2 separate regions of the Hordeum vulgare genome follow, and region 2 is linked to region 1. Evidence: chromatin contacts called from public Hi-C data. All regions are on one chromosome and are shown on one strand. Each heading gives the region's core, a stretch centred on a gene start, on an enhancer-like site or on the middle of the called end of the contact. The rest is flanking DNA. Distances are from core to core; before and after follow the strand shown. Region 1 holds the start of LOC123443012. Region 2 holds the start of LOC123443014 (protein gamma response 1).

The links. A called contact is a pair of places that touch in the nucleus more often than the background predicts.
Region 2: a contact with region 1 is called in a Hi-C map of seedling, with 5 times the contacts expected there. The contact joins the promoter of LOC123443014 here to the promoter of LOC123443012 in region 1. A contact is called at or near these places in 1 of 6 Hi-C or Micro-C datasets (seedling) and 1 of 1 datasets of contacts at active chromatin or transcription factors (embryo).

What each region holds. Positions count from the first base shown.
Region 1 is chr3H:71,797,497-71,804,441 of MorexV3_pseudomolecules_assembly, forward strand. It overlaps LOC123443012, which reads left to right and starts at 2,774. Exons shown (of 5, transcript XM_045119223.1): 1 at 2,774-3,086; 2 at 3,182-3,416; 3 at 3,514-3,894; 4 at 3,991-4,366; 5 at 4,459-6,059. The coding sequence starts at 2,922. The coding sequence ends at 5,806. LOC123443013 (coleoptile phototropism protein 1) reads right to left here. Exons shown (of 3, transcript XM_045119224.1): 2 at 6,671-6,945; 3 at 6,142-6,587. The coding sequence ends at 6,321.
Region 2 is chr3H:72,209,979-72,216,923 of MorexV3_pseudomolecules_assembly, forward strand. LOC123443014 (protein gamma response 1) reads left to right here and starts at 3,800. Exons shown (of 3, transcript XR_006630548.1): 1 at 3,800-5,079; 2 at 5,509-6,368; 3 at 6,485-6,601.

The DNA.
Region 1 (6,945 bases), core at 1,524-4,023:
CCCAAGTTGATAGTATAATAGCATGGAACAGTAAAAAATTATAGATACGTTGGAGACGTATCAGAGTCCTACTCCAATCCTACTAGGAACAGGATTCCTCCTTTCCACTTGGAAACCCTTTCCACCTTTTCCACCTTTTGGTTTTTTGTCTCTCAAACCTCACGGGCCTTAGTGGGAGCTTATGTCTGCCCACTAGGGGCCGATTTGTATCCTCCCACAGCCCATAAGGCCCCTCGAGGCGTGACACCCCTCCCGATGGTCCCGGTACCCTCCCAGCACTCCCGGTACACTACCGATGAGTCCAAAACTTTTCCAGTGACCAAAACAGGACTTCCTATATATCAATATTAAACTTCGGACCATTCCGGAGCTCCTCGTGATGTCCAGGATCTCATCCGGGACTCCGAACAACTTTCGGTTACCAGCATCTATAACTCAACTATACCGAAACGTCATCGAACCTTAAGTGTGCAAACCCTGCGGGTTCGAGAACTATGCAGACATGACCTGAGACACTCCCCGGTCAATAACCAACAGCGGGACCTGGATGTCCATATTGGCTCCTACATATTCTACAAAGATCTCTATCGGTTGAACCTCTATGTCAAGGATTCAGTTAATCTCGTATGTTGTTTCCTTTATCCTTCGGTATGTTACTTGCCCGAGATTCGATCGTCGGTATCTCCATACCTAGTTCAATCTCGTTACCGGCAAGTCACTTTACTCGTTCCGTAATACAAGACCCCGTAACCAACTCCTTAGTCACATTGCTTGCAAGACTTGTTGTGATGTTGTATGACCAAGTGGGCCCTGAGATATCTCTCCGTCACACGGAGTGACAAATCCCAGTCTTGATCCATGACAACCCAACAGACACCTTTGGAGATACCTGTAGAGCACATTTATAGTCATCCAGTTACGTTGCGATGTTTGATACACACAAGGTATTCCTCCGGTGTCCGGGAGTTGCATGATCTCATGGTCATACGAACAGATACATTGACATGCAGAAAACAGTAGCAATAAACTGACACGATCATATGCTACGTTTATAGTTTGGGTCTTGTCCATCACGTCATTCTCCTAATGATGTGATCCCGTTATCAAGTGACAACACTTGTCTATGGCTAGGAAACCTTAACCATCTTTGATCAACGAGCTAGTCAACTAGAGGCTTACTAGGGACAGTGTTTTGTCTATGTATCCACACATGTATTTTAGTTTCCAATCAATATAATTATAGCATGGATAATAAACGATTATCATAACCAAGGAAATATAATAATAATCAATTTATTATTGCCTCTAGGGCTTGTTGCATGCAAATAATAGCGTCGACGCTCCAGCCCCCCTCCCCCCCCCCCCCCCGCAGGGAGCGTTGGGTTCGGCCTGGGACCACCGGGGCCAATTTTGGATTTAACGGGCGAAAATGGGGCTCATGGGGACGCGACTGGGCCGTTATTTCTCCGTCGGCGACAAAAAATTGCCTAGAAGGGGCTTGTTGGGGGCGCAGCTGGAGATGCTCTTAGCAGGAACACATATTGGGTTGAACCATCTATGAGGTAGAGTCCGTGTTAGGCGTGGCATTATAGCTTCGCCGGACCAATGGGGGAGGGGGCTTGGACATAAAGCAACTTTCATATTGGATGGTCATAGACTCATAGTCATGGTTTTAACATAGTGGAATGGACAGGTTGGCCGACCCATATACTCCAGGTTACATTGGTCCCTGATTTTTGAGCCTTTTGAAGCGTTTTTGTCTTGTTTTTACCAGTTCTGGTAATTAGATGGTTCTTGAATCATTTTTTGTTATCTTTTCCTTTGTAAAGAAAATCACAGATTGCAAAAAATGTTTGCTTCTTCAAGAATATTTGGAATTTCAAGAAAAATTCACGTTTTAGAAAAGTCTTTGTGTTTTTAAAAATTATTCACAATTTTAGAAAGGGTTTGAATAAGGATCAGAAAACATTTGCACGGAGAGCGTGTTGCCGCCACAGTCCAACCAACTTCAGCCTTGACGCCATTTTGGGCACGGCGCGATAGGCATGCGCGTGTGCGAGCTGGTTTTATTTAGACAATCCTCTCCAAGCTTTTTATTCCACCATCACCTTGTTTATATGGATGAATAAAATGTCATCGGATTAACCTAACCAAACATGACAACTAATCCTCCCTAAATAATAGGGGAATAGAGCTGGACTTTGAGGCTTAAAGTTTGAGCTCCTAGCGTGCCGAGTTGGTGGCGTCGTGTTGGGCTCGTGCTCACCAGTCACCACGGATTTCAAACCGGCCGACAGAAACAAATCCAGCTGAGCATGCTGTGTGGACCGGCTGCCGTCCTCCTACTAAATAAAACTCCGCGGCCCCTCGCTCTGCATGCTGTGTCCTTCTGACACGCACGGATCAATCCATCAATGCCAACTCATCAAAGCATTATCTTCCCCACATCCATCCGTAATTAATCACCGCCATAAATAAGGAAGAAATAATACTACATGTATACAATCTCGTACGCTACAATACGTATACTTACTACAGTACGCCGGTTGTACTCAGCTCGCCCCCAGATCGGACGAAGAAACGGCGTCCCGCCGTCGCCCCGGCCCCACAAGCCAGCCTCACTCGCCCGGCCCCCACGTGCCCCTCACGTGCCGCGTTTGAACCAGCCCCAACCCCAACGGCTCTCTCCCTCCCTCCGGCCTCCACGTCCCCATCCGTGTCGACCGTTGCGCCGAGAGACTCGCAGGCAAGCGCTCCTCCGGAACAAACCAAAAAAAATCAGCTGTATTTCACCGAGCCGCAGCCTCCGCACTCGCCTCAGTCATCATCAGCAGACACCTGATCCCGATTCCCGACACAGCAGTCAACACTGCTCCGTAGACAACAGCGGTACAAGGTTCGCCGGCGGCGTTCGCGGATCGATGGCGGCGTTCACGGAGGAGGAGAGGGCGGTGGACGACGCGCTGGGCTACCCCAAGGCCTACGCCAGGCTCTGCCGCGCCGGCTCCGGCGCGGGCGCACTCGGCCTCCCCTACGCCCACGGCCCGCCCGGCGCCTTCCTCCCCTACGTCCTCCAGCCCCACGAGGTACCTTCTACCTGCCTTTTCTCCCGCGGATCCGCCCGCCCTTCGCTCCTTCCCCCGCCTCCGTGCCGCTTCGTGATCCGATCTGATCCGTGCAGGCGCTGCGGGCCAAGGAGCTCAACGAGATGTTCCCGGTGGTGGACGCGGAGGCGACGCCCACCGCCAACCCGCGCGGCTTCGCCAACCTGCTCTGGAAGCAGCTCGACCACCTCGGCAACGCCGGCTTCGACCCGGCGCTCTTCCGGGTCGACGCCTACGGGAACGTGCTCTACCTCCACGCCGACGCGGCCTCGCCCCTCGCCTGGGACGTCCACCACTGGTTTCCCTGCGCCAGTAAGAACAACTCACTTACCTGTTCCTCCGGGACGGAGGTGTCTGCTCTGTCTTCTGAAATGATGAATTCTGACGCTGGGTCTTCATCGACCTGCAGGGGGAGGGAGGACGGTGCCGAGCAACCTGCGGATCATGCAGCTGCAGGCGTCCAGGAGGAAGCACAACAAGCTGGAGTTCCTCGTCCCGTGGTGGGATCTGCAGCTCGGCATCTCCGTCAACCACTTCCTCTCCATCTTCGCATCCAAGAACGCCGACTTCAGGAACAGAGCATTCGCGTTCCTCTTCGCCGACGGGGCCAGCGAGGAGCTGAGCTCGCTGCAGGCGGTGGAGGCGCACGCGTTCCCGCACCATTTCGCCGAGATGAAGAAGAAGGTGGGCCTCGCGCCTGCCGCCATCGTATCCGCCAGGGGCTCGGACAACTCGGTGCTCAGATCCATTGACGCAAACAGACCAGTGAGGTCCAATTACCCCCTGATCGGTATGCGGTTGTCAGAGAATTTCTTGCATTAATTTCCTCGTTTTCGCCACATCTGCATATCAGCTATGGATGATTGAGGGACTGCTTTTCTTGTAGCCGCAAAGAAGTTCTCCGGCGAAAAGGACGAGAACTTGGCAGCCCACGGCGGCCATGGTGGTAATTCGATGATGAAGGAGAACAACAATCCAGATGTTGACGGCTACATCAGCAATCCTTACTTATCCATAGCCATGGCTAGGGACTCGCTGAGGCAAAGAGAAGAGGCGAAGAAGAAGCAAGCTGAGCTCACTGAACTGGAGAACGAGTTGACCGAGATGCAGCAGAAAAATGAGGATGAAAGGGTGGCCATCCAGGACCTGGAGGCTCAGCTGATCAAGAGGCGTCGGCGAGTGGAGAAGTGCCGTCGCTTGGCAGACGCCCAGGCCAACTACAAGACAGTGCTCGAGAAGATGATCAGAGACGCCATGCACCAGTAAGGATGATCCTATAAAACGAAGAGCCGATAGTTTCTTTGAAGAATCTTGATTAACTGGTGCTAATTTTCAATTGTGATGCAAAATGCAGGAGTGTTGTGTACAAGGAACAACTCAGGCTGAACCAAGCTGCAACTAGTACTCTGATGGCGAGACTGGAGGCCCAGAGAGCAATGTGTGACTCATCTGAAACCGAGCTCCGCAAGAAGTACCAGCACAGGGATGATCTGGAGAGGCAAGTGAAGCCTTTCATAGATCAGGCAAGGAAGAGGTACCGGGTCGATGATGAAATCCCAGAGGAAAGGCACTGTGAGAGTTTCAGGTACTTGCCAGAAAGAGTATCGAGGAGCAGCCCTCTGAAACAGGAGCTGAGGGTTTTCCTGGAGGAGGCTCAGAGGACTTCAGATGCATACATTTCCATGGAGGGGGAAGAAATTGGAGAAGGGACTTCAACAATGAGTTATGTCAACACTGAGCAACCTTCCAAAGTGATAAGCTTCCCAAGAAGGTCCATCTCCACTGATGAAAACAGAAGTTACACTGACAGAGGAAGAGCGTCAGTAAGGGAGAAGCTAGAACAATCGGCGATCAGAGAGCGGCGGCATCGTAGCAGGGGAAGGGAAAGAAAGGAAACCATGTCAGCAAGAGGTACACCTATCAAATCAAGAGGTGATAAGGGCAAGGCAGCCATGCTCGAGTCCGAGACTGAAAGGTCTCACCATGCAAGCCAGACAGTCTCGTTTCCAAGGACCCCCTCGGTTCCACCAAGTCCCCCGTATAGAGCGACCGGTGTTTACGGAATGCCGAGGTATCCCACAGAGCAGTCGCTACCAGTGCAGAAGGATGATGAAATGCTTCATCCTCGACGTGTTGCCAGAGCAGAAGACAATGAAAACATGAACTACAGAGGCAAGGGCAATGTTGATAAGTGGCTCCATATGCTCATGGAGGACCAACAAGGAGGAAATAAAGCGGCATGCCGTTCTTCGGAAGACCACAATGCTGCTGAGGAGGACGGTTCAGATGATGAACAGGAAATTCAAAGCAGAGGTGATGATGACCAGAGCTGCAGGAATGAGATAACTGAACGTGTTGACGAGATCACTGAATGTGTCGACGAGATCATTGACGTCGGTGGTGAGAGTGCTGCTACTTACCATGGCACACCAAGATGCAGGGGTAGCTTTGACATCAAGGAGGAGAAAGTGGAAAGGAAGATCTGGTTCCCAAGGTCCGATAGCGGTAGGGGTTTCCGGTCCCTGCCATCCTCTCCTTCCAAGATCCTGGGAATGAGGAGAGGCTCAGACTGTGCAGGCAGGAAACCGAAGGTGGTTGGCGACGACGATCGCAGATACGGCTATGAGGATTCGGTGTCGACGAGCAGCAGTAAGTTCCTCAGCAAATGCAAGCAGGCGATCAAGAAAGCGGTACACAAATGAGGCAATCTCAGCCCTGTGTTTATTCTTTTCCATGTGGTGTTTGTTACATTTATCTGAAGTGCTATTATTTGTTCCTGTAGCTGAGTAAGTTAGTGATGCATAGCTTGCAGATTACTGTGTGAGGTTCTGCCTGTAAAACATTTGTGGTTACTTTAGTGATCACCCTTATGTGATCACATTGGTGTGTGTGTGTGTGTGTGTGTGTACAACTATTTGTTGATCTGTGAAAAAAAGATAGAACCAAATTCTTAAATTATGCATGTGTGAGTGAGGTTTACAGTAGTTTGAAGAACTCTGTCAGTAATCTTGGAAACACTTCTAGTCAGTAATCACCCTTGCAGAATTAAACCCCTAACCTTCATTGAGCATTTCGTTCTTGATATTCAGCAACACAAACGTAAGGAGAAACCAAATTAGAAACTGTGATAATTATATGTGACCAAAGGAGAAACAGAGACTAAGTGAGGAGAAAAGCTTTGTAAACACGAGGGCAACCGCCGGCTTCAGATTCCTCTCACGACATGGACTTGCGCCACTTGGGGGTCCGCCGCGTCGGCGTGGGCGTCGCCGTGGCCACGCTGGCCCTGCCCTTCTTCCCGCTCGCCGGCGTCCGCCGCTCCATGCCGCTCTCCGAGTCCTCGATCCTCGCGACGTCGCCGCCCATGCCGCCGTCGCCGCCACCGAACCAGAGCGTGCTCCACTTGAACCCGCCGCCGCCGCCGCGCCGCCTCCTCTCCGAGCCCAGCCTCTCCACCTGCTCCTGCAGCGCGCTGCACTGCACCTGCAGCCCAGACATGTCACCGCAAGCACCGTGAGCACTGACAAGAGCTGTCATCGGAGTCGGAAAATGTCTAATGGACGAACCTGCAGCCTGGCGACGTCCTCGCGCAGGCGGCGCATCTCCTGGTGCTGCGCCAGGGCCTCGCGCTTGGAGGGGCAGCGGCCGCTGCCGGAGTGGAGGTCCAGCGCCGCCGGGCTGCAGGTGGCCCTGGCGCCGCTGAAGGAGGCGCCCAGGTCGGCCAGGCGGTTGAGCTTGCCGTGCTCCGAGAAGAGCACCTGCATCACGGAGCGCACGGGCAGCCGGTCGTTCTGGACGGCGTGCGCCGCCGCCTCCGCCGATAGCTTCCGCGCGTCGATCA
Region 2 (6,945 bases), core at 2,550-5,049, 410 kb after region 1:
TGTGCATTCTTTTCGTGTGCTTGGCAATGAGTGTTTATTTTTCTGTTTTTTCTAGTTCATTGCCTTGACTCTTTTTGTCGCCTCTTTTCGCTGTGTGTTTTCTGTCACAGGTGGTTCTCGCCGTTCGAACCCCCCACGGGACACGCAGTCAAAGCAGTATCGCAACCCAGAGGCTCCCGAGGGTTCCGCCACTTCAGGTCTGCAACCCAAAAAGCAGTCCTTCAAGAAGACCGCGAACAAGGATAAGGGGATCAATGTCCGAACAATGGCCCCCAAGGACTTTCTGCGGTTTCGCACTCAGAACCATTATCTCAAAGAGAAGGCTGTGATCAAGAATGTTGACCATGTTTGGGCAAAATATCACTGTAGGATCTACCGTGATATTGTCATGCATTTCAAGAAGAACTATGTCCCCGTTCAGTGGATTGACCTAGCTCATCTTCAGCGAAACCTGGACTATTTTGGTGATGCCCTCTCTCTGATTGACAAACTGGGCATCAAGGACATCATCACTTTCAAGACAGATTTTGACCCCACTGCTGTTGCCCAGTTCTATGTCACGGTCCACTTCTCTCCTGATGAAGAGCGCTCTATGGTGTGGATGACTGGGACTCAGAAGATGACCGGCACCTGGCGTGAATTCATGACATTCCTCAAGGTTGACTTCCAGGGAGCTGACACTCCACTTGGGTCACGTCCTCATGCTGCAGCTCCCACCGATAGGCCCCCAGCAAAGGACAGATTGCAGCAACTCTATGTGAGGAAGGGTGTGCTCCCCAAGCATCTGGACATCATGCATCGGATCTTCCGCAACACCCTCTTCCCTTGCATTGGTAACTTCGACGAGGTTCGTGGCTCTTTGGCTGAGATGCTGCTGCTTTGTGAGGAGGCTATGACTAAGGAGTCTGCCCCTCTTGATATTTCTGATGTGATGTTCACGGAGCTCTGGAACTGCATCATCATGCGTAAGGTTCCCATCTACGGGCCCTATCTGTTCGCTTATATTCGTCAGAAATGGCAAGATACTTATCCGCAGGAGCAGCTCTACGTTCAGTCTGACTACATTGTGCACGACCCGGTCAAGCTTCGCGTCAAGGATAAATGGGCCAACCCATTAACTTCCTCTCAGCACATGGATACTGACACAAAGACTGCTGCTGACAGAGGAACCGCCTCTCAGTCCCGCTCTTCTGCCATGCCATCTTGGGCCATCAAACTGCAGGATAAGATGAAGACCCTATTCTGTATGCAGGCCAAGGGCCAGTACCAGGTGCACGTGGCTCATAAGGAGAGCCGCCAGAGGCACAAGCGTGTTCTAAGGACTCTTGATGTGGACATCTCCAGCGGATCAGAGGATGACATCACTCCAGAGGCTACTTGGATGCAGGCTCAAGGTTACCAGTGGTCTGGCGATGAGGAGGAAGAGGAGGAGCAGGACGATCAGGAGGGTACCGACGAGCCTGGCGATGCTGAGGATGAGGAGTAACCACCTGTGGCGTTAGGTGTGCCCCTTTTTGGTGTCTTGTGCCAAAGGGGGAGAGAGTCTAGGAGCTGGATTTGCTTTCAGAGTCGAACTTTGCCTTGCTTTGCTTTCTTTCGTGGTTTGCTTCGAACTTGGTTTGCTTCTAGTTTGCTTTCGTTTGTGAGACATGAACTTATGTGAGATTTATTTCCATCATATGTTGTGAGTCATATGCCCCGTATTGTCATATATCTCTACCTTTTTGTTCTCATATTATTCTCTGTGCAAATCCGGTATTGTCATCAATCCACCAAAAAGGGGGAGATTGTTGGGGCATAGTTTATGCCTAAGTAATTTTGGTGATTGATGACAGTGCCGTAAAGGACTAACCGTGTGTGTTAAGGTTTCAAATAACACACGTCAACGGCACAAGACGACTCGCCTCCTCATTCATGGAACGGAAGCAAGACGCTCTCTACGATTCTCTTTATTTGAGTCATAGGAAAGCCGTGCTATTAAGAGGGCAACCGTAGTGGAAAGGTTTGGGTGGAATCTATCTTTGCACGCGCACACTTCACATATTCTCCCTTACCTTCATCTTTGGAGCGGCCCCCGCCACTGTGTTTCTTTCCTCCTTGCAAAATGGTCCCCAGCGGTAGTACCGCTGGCCCTAGCGGTAGTACCGCTGCAGCCAGTGGTAGTACCGCTGGCTGGCGGTAGTACCGCCCCTGGTCAGCGGTAGTACCGCTTCAGGAGCTTAGTACCGCTTGCATAGCGGTTGTTCGTGGACGGACCTTTTTGCGAAGACTTTCTTGGCGGTGGTAGTGCTTTTGCACTACCAGGGGCCCAGCGGTAGTACCTCTGGGGCCAGCGGTAGTACCGCTGGAGTGCGAGCGGTAGTACCGCTAGTCGGCGGTAGTACCGCCCCTGGTCAGCGGTAGTACCGCTGGAGTGCGAGCGGTAGTACCGCTGCAGCCAGCGGTAGTACCACTGGAGCTCGGGCAGAGAGTGGGAAAACGGTCTGATTTTTCCCCCCATTATATAAAGGGTTCTTCTAGCCGTGGAACCTCATCTCTTACCTTCCTAAGCTCCATTGTTGCGCCCCAAGCTCAAAAGTGCCCGATCTCTCTCCCTAGCCAATCAAACTTGTTGATTCTTTAGGGATTGGTTGAGAAGGCCTAGATCCACACTTCCACCAAGAGAAAAGTTGATTCCCCCACCAATCCTTACGGATCTTGTTACTCTTGGGTGTTTGAGCATCCTAGACGGTTGAGGTCGCCTCGAAGCCATATTTCATTATGGTGAAGCTTCGTGGTCTAGTTGGGAGCCTCCAAGCTTTGTGTGGAGTTTGCCCCAACCTTGTTTGTAAAGGTTCGGTCGCCGCCTTCAAGGGCACCTATAGTGGAATCATGGTACCTTGCATCGTGCGAGGGCGTGAGGAGAATACGGTGGCCTTAGTGGCTTATTGAGGAGCACTGTGCCTCCACACCGGTCCAACGGAGACGTACTTCCTGTCAAAGGGAAGGAACTTCGGTAACACATCCTCGTCTCCATCGGTTCCACTTGTGGTTATCTCTAACCTTTACTTTGTGCATGCTTATGTTGTTAACTATATCTTACTTGTCTTAATAGCTCTCGTTGTTAGCTCCATTAGGGTTCACCTCATTGTCGTAATATTTGTGAACCCGTATGTTGTTTACCTTAACTTGCTAAGATTAATTAAAAAGTGGTCGTTGTCTATTCACCCCCTCTAGTCAACCATATCGATCCTTTCATCGCAGTTGAAAGAGATTGAGCGAAGGGAGCGTCAGGAGCTGCGCCGGTGCGACCGTGCTACCATGGCGATCATGTTGTGATGTGTTGTTGTGACAACCATCATGCTGTAGACCGGTGCTGTGATGGCGTCGCTGTCGTGCTGCTATGTGAGCATGCTATGAGCCCGTGTTGCGACGATCATCATGCTACAAGCTAGTGTTACAACGGCTCTGCCGTGCTGCCATGGCCACCATGACTTGAGCCCGTGCTGCGACGACCATTATGCCGCAAGCAGGTGTTGCAACGACAAGACCGTGCTACCATGAAGATCATGATGCAAATCGGTGCTCGACTGCGCCACCACTGTCAATGCTGCAAGAGGAGCTATTGTGACGGCCGGTGGTGTCAAGCGCTGCTGGCGGGCGACCATCGAGCCATAGGTTGTGGGAAGTGAACGGACGATAAAGATTGCGTGCATCCAACGGCTGACGAGGCTGCTGTATTTTTGCTAACTACATCCGGATGGGGCCTAGCGCCAGCCTCGGCCACATTCCAAAATCGGAGGCAGAGCGCCGGAAACAATACGAGTAGTTTTGAAAGAGCGCGCTCTAAATTTGGAGATCCCCAAATCCCTCCCATCTCATCCCCTCCACACCACCAACCCTAACCCCAGTTCGCTCTCCTCGCCGGCCCTCCTGACGGCGGTGCCCCCCCTCCTCTCCCTCTGTCGCCTTGGCCCTCCGCCGCACTCCTAGCTTCCACGAATTCGGGTCCCCACCCGGCGCACCATCTAGATCCGCCCCTGGTTGCCGAAATGGAGGGCAAGGCGGTGGGCTTCTCGGCCGCCGATTGCGGCGCCGACGCGGCGGCGGACGATTTCAAGTACATCACCGGGATGAGCACCATCCTGGTGGCCACCATCCAGGAGGTGAAGGACCGGGTCTCCCAGATGGAGTTCATCTTCTGCAGCCAGATCTTCCCGCACTTCCAGGCCAAGTCAAAGCTCCTCCACGCGCGGCTGGCCGATTCCATTGCCACGAGGGAGGCCGAGGATGAGTGGGGGCAGAAGGAGGCCGGCCTGCTGAGCCAGCTGGAGGAGCTCAGTCGCGGCAAGCGGCGTGCGGAGGATAGGCTGCTGCAGCTGGAGAGCTCTCTCGAGGAGATGCGAGGGATGCTCCTCAACGCCGAGCGGTTGGCTGCGGAGCACGATGCTGAGAAGAAGCAGCTTCTGGGGAGATTGGATGAGGAAATGAAGAAAGATGAGGTGGTCCACCGGCTCGAAAGGGAGATCGGGGAGAAGGATGCTGAGATATCAAGGGTGAGGGGGAGATTGGAGGAGGAAATGAAGAAAGATGAGGTGATTCGTCGGCTCCAAAGGGAGATTGAGGAGAAGGATTCTGAGATATCAAGGGTGAGGGGGAGATTGGAGGAGGAAATGAAGAAAGATGAGGTGATCCACCGGCTCGAAAGGGAGATTGAGGTGAAGGCTGCTGAGATATCCAGGGAGAGGGGGAGATTGGAGGAGGAAATGGAGAAAGATGAGGTGATTCGTCGGCTCAAAAGAGAGATTGGGGAGAGGGCTGCTGAGAATTCAAGTGAGAGGGAGGCCCATCAGCAGCTGCTACATCAGTTGGAGTTGAAGGATAAGGATCTTCTTCTTGAGCAGAATAAATTCAATCATGCGACGACACAATACAAGCATCTCAAGTCTGAGCACAACTATCTTCTAGGAAAGATCGCGGAGATGGAAGGCTCCAAGATTGACCAGAATGAAGGCTCCAAGATTGACCCGAGTGAAGGCTCCAAGTCCCCTGTGAATCGGAAGTCCTGTGGAAGTCCTCCAAGTAAGAGAAAGTTTACAGGTACATCCCCATGACTTCCCAAATTCGTAGAGCTACTTAAGTTTTCTTAATCACGGTATTGTTCCGGTATTACTGCTAAAATTTAAGAAACATATAAGGATCTGTATTTTTTTGTGCAAATATGATTAATGATGCATTATATTCTGACGAATGTCAATTTGATAGCATCTCTTTTCTGTCAATCCTAGCACATGAGCTACTTAAGTTTTCTTAATCCAGTATCACACTTTTGTTTCTGATTTACCACTATACTTTAAGAATCACATATAAGGGTCTGTACTTTTTGTGCAAATATGATCAATGGTGCATTATATCCTGATAAATATCAGTTTGTCTTTTCTGTCAATCCTATGACCTAAGATGCATGTGTCTTAAATATGTAGGAGTTACTGGTTGGATACTGTATTAACACCTCACTTTGATTTCCAGATTTACAAGACACGAAAAATGAGAGCATTCAGGTAGTTTCTAAGACTGAAGACCAAAAGAATTCACCTAGTTCATGTGTGAAGGCCCAAAATGGTACCTCTGTCAGGAGCGTGTTCAGTACCTCGCGCCTTTGTCTACCACCTCATGCAACTAACCCTCGGCACAAGAATGCTGCTAGCACTTCAAAGGCAGATGCATCATCTAGTTTCACCCGCCCAAGTGTACACTGGAGGGAAACTCGTGTGCGTACGGAACCAGGTGTTGTTGATCCACATGATGATTTTCTTGATACTCCTCTAGAGGCTGCAAGAAATACGGTCAGGAACCCTACAACCAGAGAAGAGGCACTAGCTCTTGCTGCCCCTCCTCCCCAAGATATGGACTTCAATAACTCAGATGATGAGACTCAAGACATCAATATTGTCCCTCAGGGCCTCAACAGCATACCAGTTCCCAAGCAGCGAAGCTCGATTTCAATCCAGCCACCGAATAAAGATTTCAAATATACAGAACCTGTAAGAAAGAAAGCTGATCGGGCGAATCTGAAAGGTGTTGAATGCAAGCAGTGCAAGAAGTTCTATGATGCTGTGCTTCCTGATGGCCGTGTAAATGGTGATGGTGCTACAAGTATGAGGTGCGAGCATCATGATGGTGTGTCTAGACACAGATACAGATATGCCCCTCCATTGACACCCGAAGGGTTTTGGAACATTGGATTTGAATCAGAAATGTAGCGCATCAAGCAGGAGCCAAACTTCTTTGCTGTACAGTGTCTTGTCACAGCATAGATCCTCGGTTACCCTTGCACACTGTTAATGGTGCATAAAATTCATGTTGGGGACATACACGTCATCATTAAGGTTGGTGATAATTACAGTATCAGTTTGTGGAGGATAGATAATAATGTCAGTTTGTTCAGTCCTATGTAAATTCAGAGAAAATGAACAGTTTCTTATTTGCATTATTTACACTCCAGGAAGCAGCTTTCTTGCCCTTAGCTTATGTATGTAATATTCAGTGGTGAATCGACTTTGTTGTCCCTGAGAAACAATTCAAAATAACACGTAAGGAAACTTCTGAACCTTTTACTGAACCTTTTACAGTTGTACATGAATTCATGGCCTGTTGCTTCTGCTGTTTACAGTCACTTCAGTATATGCATTACATGACAACAGTTTGGCATTTATCTGCTTAAATATAGAACATGTAGCAAATCAAGATCTGCTTACCTATTATTGGATCATAGTTTTTTCTTTTTGTGAGGAACTGGAACAAAGAGTTTGTGTTTGGAGTTTTACAGAGTAAGTGAATATGTGGAACATATTTTGATCTTACAATGTTACATTGTTACTACTTACTAGTATGAGTGTTTGTTTTCAGTTATGATATAGCGGGCCTTCTTGTGTAATATCCATTGACGAATCAATCTTTTGGGGT